2 separate regions of the Rattus norvegicus genome follow, and region 1 is linked to region 2. The links are chromatin contacts, called in public Hi-C maps. All regions are on one chromosome and are shown on one strand. The core of a region is the stretch at or near the end of the contact, and the rest is flanking DNA. Distances in the headings are between cores, read along the strand shown.

Evidence for each region. Hi-C and Micro-C count contacts between places; a contact is called where the count stands out from the background.
Region 1: a contact with region 2 is called in a Hi-C map of kidney, with 2.7 times the contacts expected there. The contact joins the promoter of Nup50 here to the promoter of Prr5 in region 2. A contact is called at or near these places in 2 of 12 Hi-C or Micro-C datasets (kidney and mammary epithelial cells).

The regions. Positions count from the first base shown.
Region 1 is chr7:117,926,432-117,929,131 of GRCr8, reverse strand. Nup50 (nucleoporin 50) reads right to left here and starts at 1,250. Exons shown (of 8, transcript NM_012991.2): 1 at 942-1,250.
Region 2 is chr7:117,692,650-117,695,349 of GRCr8, reverse strand. Prr5 (proline rich 5) reads right to left here and starts at 1,442. Exons shown (of 8, transcript NM_001012121.1): 1 at 1,128-1,442. The coding sequence starts at 1,264.

The sequences.
Region 1 (2,700 bases), core at 1-2,500, 230 kb before region 2:
ACAGTGGCTAAAACAGAGACGTGTCTTGTCAAAATAATAACCAGAAAAAATATATATATACTATTTTTACCCCCATACTCAGAAGTTGTAGAGTGGGAAAACAAAGTAACTCGAACTACAGGCTAAACTTTTAAAACACATTTCACCAACCTGGGTGATGGCAAAGTGAGGCTGAGGCAGGATGACAGTTTGAGGCCAATCTAAGCCACAGGACAAGTTTAAGGACAGCACAGGAGATACACACTTAAAAGAACATCAAACACCTTATTCCACATTCCATAGTTAATTTTCCTCTTTTGAAAGGAAAAAATTTTTCTTTTATTTTTTTCTTTTAGAGCTGTGGGGACAGGATCCAGGGTCTTGTACGTGCTAGAGAAACCTACCAATGTGTTACCGGGAAATTTAATTCCCATAACAAATGAGTTACACCAGCTGCCCGGAAGAGTTTGCCAAATGTCAGCGTCTGTGGGTAAAATGGCTCCATGAAATGCTTTCATGATATGAAGCTAGGAAGTTGCCAGTGGGGGAAAATACATTATTCACGAACGGCCGCTTCGGGTAATGTGCACACCAGGTACAACCCTGCTGTCAGAGATGAATTTCACACGAAAACACTAGGAGCCGATCGAGATCACTATAACGCCCCGGAAAGCCCAAACTTCAAAACTTGCTTTGGACGGACCCGGGTGACCAACGGCCTAGGAATACCGTGAGTGCATGCACCGGGCCCAGTCGGGAGACAAGTGAGAGATGAAGGCCAACCATGGAGGCCCTGCCGCCGCCGCCGCCTACCTCCGCCCGGGTCGAGGCCCGCGCCTAGCCGAGCCCTCCAGTGGCCAGGCGGCTCGCCCGGCAGGCCTGGCCCGGCCTGGCTTCACAAACAGCCCGCCGCGTCGCCAAGACCGCCGCCGCCCCGCCCTCCCGGCCTGCCCGGTCCTCACCTCCTAGACGGCCGCCGCAGATCACGCTGAGTTCCGGCGCCGCGGAGAGCAGGGCCGAGGCGGCGGTCGCGGCCGCTGGGAGATTCCGGTGCGTTGAGCGCCTTCAAGGACTTCGTGATCAGCAGGAGTCGGGAGCCGCGTGTCTCTGAGTCCGAAACTGAGGAGAAGAGACATCCGCTCAGCCTGAAGCTGCTACTGAACGCTGAAGAGAGCGCTCGGGGCCGCCATTTTGCAACTCGAATATACCCCTCAGAACCAATCGGAGAAAAAAAAGGGAGGAGGCAAGCAACGCCCTCATCCAGCTACTGCGCAAGCGCGTCGGAGCTCACCCGCCCGGACCTCTTCCTGCGGGCTGCTGGGTGTCACGCGACGCATGCGCAAGCCCGCCCTGGAAACAGTTGCTGGGAGGAACGTCGGATCTCGCGCGTGCGCGAAAGGGAGTGCGGGCTGCCGGCCTAGAGCCAACGCCACTGTCTGCGCGGGTTAAGCACGTTGGTCACGTGTCGACCGCCATCCCGGTTTGAGGAAGTTCGCGCGCCAATCGCTGCTGAGACACTGGCGGGAGGAGTTGTGGTCACTGACTTTGGAGGACTCCGATAGTGTGGTGGGTGGCTGAGGAGGCAGGCCGTGAATCTGAGGGAGCACGAGGCGTGTGCAACGTGATTCTCACGTGGATGGGCCTTAGGGAGGGTGGATCTCAGCCTGCGGCTTGGAAGCTTATGGTGACTCTTCCGGATATGGGGCTGGAGAGCCCTGAGGGACGGACCCAAGAGTCATCCACCCCAATTGCTGCCTTGTGATAGACGTCCACAGATTTCCTCGTTGGGAGCTGTAAAGGTGAATTAAATTTGCCCAAGGCTGCACGGCCAGTTAGGGCCCACAGGAGATGAAGTCCCCGGAGGGATTCTTCACTGCGGGATGAACCACCTGCGTCCTGGATCAGGACTCGCGTTTTTTATGCTTTTGGCTGACTACAGCATTATCAAGCGGTTCAGTTGTTAAAAGAGGGATTCCGGTTGGGTTCACATTCTTCTGATTGTGAACCAGAATGTCAGACCCATCTTTAGCCATCTAGAAACTGCTCTCAGAGAAACTAGCATTTCTAGAGCAATAGTTCCTAACTCTTGGGAAAGGGGAAAAGGGGTTCCAAGGAGAAATCAAATCCCTTATTTTCAGGGTGTTTTATCTGTCAATCGACAAGAACTACAAAAGGAGACTGGCTGGCACAGTGGTAGACTACTTGCCTAGCACATGGAGAGACCTAAATTCAGTCCCCAGATCCAGCAGAGTGAAAGAAAAAACCGGATTGCATTTAATTCATTTGTTCTGAATTCAACTGACTGCCAATTAAGTGTATTCTGAAAAATTGTGTTAAACATGCAGATATTTTTCTTGTCCTTCTCTACACATTTCAACTAACTAACATCATATTTGGTAATATACTCCAGAGATAATTTAAGTATCTGAAATCAGTCAGGTCATGGGGGTTTCCAACTAAAGTCACAGTTACTGGAAGGCTGAGGCAAGAGGATCAACCCAGGCCAGCCAGAGTAACAAGAAGATTCTCTCTCATTAATACAGACCAGACCTACAATCATAGCTATTCAGACAGTTGAGGCAGGAGGATCAAAATTTTAAGGCCTATCTGGGCCTCAGATAAAATGATGCTGAGCATGCCTGAGCAACTTAGACCTTCTTTAAAAAACAAAATACAAAAATGGCTGTGCATAGTCCCAGTACTTGAGAGTAAGAGGCAGAT
Region 2 (2,700 bases), core at 193-2,692:
CTCTAGGCGTTCTCTGAATGTGCCCAGACTTGAGTTCTGAGTCAACAGGGTACCTACTGTGTGCCAGAAATCATGCTCACAGCCTTATTACAAATCTTCACATTGAATCCAACAGTCACTCACCCATATTATTGATAAAGAAACTGAGGACCAGAGATGGTAAGCAAACTGCTTTAAGGCCACACAGCAGAGGAGTGGAGTTGAAATCTGAGCCAAAAGTCAGCATGGCTCCACTAAACCCTGGCCAGAGACAAGGAAGGGGATGAAGACAGTGGTGAGCAGTTCTGGGGCAAAAGGAGTCTTCCTTCTCTCACAGTTCTGCTCCCAGCCCAATGAGGAGACCTGTGTAGGCCCAGGAGAGAGGGAAACTGAGGCAGGTAGTCTCAGCTCTCAAGCAGGCTGCGGCTTATTAGAGGGTCTCAGCTGGCACCCAGGTGTTCCCGGGTTGCTCTGAGACTAGATGAACAGAAAGCATGTGTCCAAGAGACAGCCGTGTCCCTAGTGGCAGACCACAGAGGGTGAAGCACCTGGCAGGATTTTACTGCCAGGTGGAGGGATGGAGTGGAGAGCCAGCATCCACAGACCTCCCTCGACAGCCTGCCTCATTCCCTCGATCCTTATTTTACTTTGGGTGGAAATACTTTCTTTTTTTTGAAGGGTCAAGAGGAGACTCATGGGGAACTGGGCTAAAAGAACTATCTGTGACTCTCTCTGGTTGAGAGCACAGCTGGGGGAGGGGCTTCCCACGCCCGGCTGGTCCTGGATGGGCCTCCGGAAGGGTCCGGTAAGGAATGTCTGGCAGCTGGCGCACCCCCGCGGACAGCTGGGAGGCCCGGGGTCCAACTCGGGAAAGCCACCGCCCACCCCGCGTCGAGGGCCCGACACGCATACAGGAAGTGCAGCGGCGCCCTGCCGGGGGCCCACGAGGTTCAAGTGCGCCCCTGCGAAGTGGGGGCTCAGAGGCCTCCTGCTCCCGGCCGCCCGTCCCCGGGGAGCGATCGTGGGCTCGTGCTGCCGACACGTTGCACTCACTTCCCTCCCCGCGCGCGGCCCGGCGGCGGGGTGAGCTGCGCGCAAAGTGGCGCGGTGCTGTCTCCGGCCACGCCGCTCCGGGCTGCGCGCCTTACCTGTTCCAGGTGGCGTTGGCGCAGGCCCGGCGCTGCTGCGTGCCCCGCTCGTCCGCACCCGCCGCGCCCGGCTCCCTCTTGCCCAGGTCACTGAGGCTGGGCGAACTCATGAACTTCAACCTGCGGAGAGTCCTCATGCTCACCCCGGCCCACGCGCGCCCCGTGTCCCCTACGACGATAGTCGGCTGCTAGCAGCAAGCCCGGCGACCCCGTGGCGTCCCGTCCCGGCTCTGCGCCCCCTCCAGGGGCCGCACGCCCAGCGCCGGGCCCTGTGAACCATTGCTCGCGGCGGCGGAGCGTGGAGCGCTCGGAGCGCAAAAGCAGGCCGGGGGCGGGGTCTCCCATCTGGGCGGGGGCACTGGTGGGCGTGGTCTCCGTTGGGAGGGCGGGGCCGGCGCCTTGGAGCCCTCGGCGGCCAAAGGGCCAGCTCAAGGGGGGGTGGGGGCGTGGGGGGTTGCTCTCAGCCGTTTCTCTTCTTCCCATCGGAAGCCACCACACAAGAGTCACAGGGCAGTTCAACCCCAACTGTCCACCCGGCACCCAACACTGTGGTCACACACACACCATGCACAGGGACTCATAGGCTCCCATTAATGTCTCCTGAACTCACTCCCTCTCCAGTCACCCATCTCAGGAGAAAAGGTTGTGCCCACAGAGATCCATCCAGACCCCTTCACGTGGACACAGGCTCCTCCCACTGCGGATCAAAGCTTTCAGCCGGGTGCCTCAGCCATCAGCCCCACCCCACCTGAGTCTAGCAAGAACCAGGCTGTCCTAGAGCCTTTCTCTCAGGGGAGGGGCCAAGGACTAGGGTCCTCTCAGGCAGCTTGGTTCCTTGGATGATTGGCTGGCCAGAGGGGTTGCTGCACCGAGAGTAGAAGGACCAGAGGGCGGTGACACCCCCTGAATCTTAGGCTCCCTTGAATGGCAGAAGTCAGAGTGTCTCCTCAGTCCTTGTGACTTAGGCGCCAGGCAAAAATGATCCAGGGACACAGGACAGCCCTGGGACATTGAGACAACTTTGAGTAATACCTGTTGGGGGATGTCGTGGGTCACCCAGGACAAAATAATCTCTCCAAGGTTCTGCCACCAGAACATGCAAGCTGGACCAAGCCCACTGAACACACAGTGCCCCAGCCCCTGACACACAGCCTGCTTCAACCGGGATCTGGGAGTCCCACTGGTTTTGCCTGCCACTTCCAAGCACAGCCCCAGGTGACCTGCAGAAGAATAGAATCATGGTTCGACTACAACATCAGCATTTCCTGAGCAGCCACTGGGTACTGGACACCCCCGCATGCCTGTCTTAGGAGGCAGTGATTAAACAGGCAACTCCTTGTTCACGAGAACTCTCACAGAACCAAAGGCCACTCAACCTACTGTGAAATGGCAACCAGGGAAGGGCTGGGCTACCCCTGCCTCCTTCAGTCAAAGCCTCCAGTGAGGACCTGACTTGGAGATCAACAGCAGATGAGTTCACCAGTCTCCAAGCAAGGGTGCAAGTGACAATGGCAGGCACCAACTTTCTGAGCCACACCAAGGAACCCAGGTCTGGGAGGATGAGGCCTTCAGG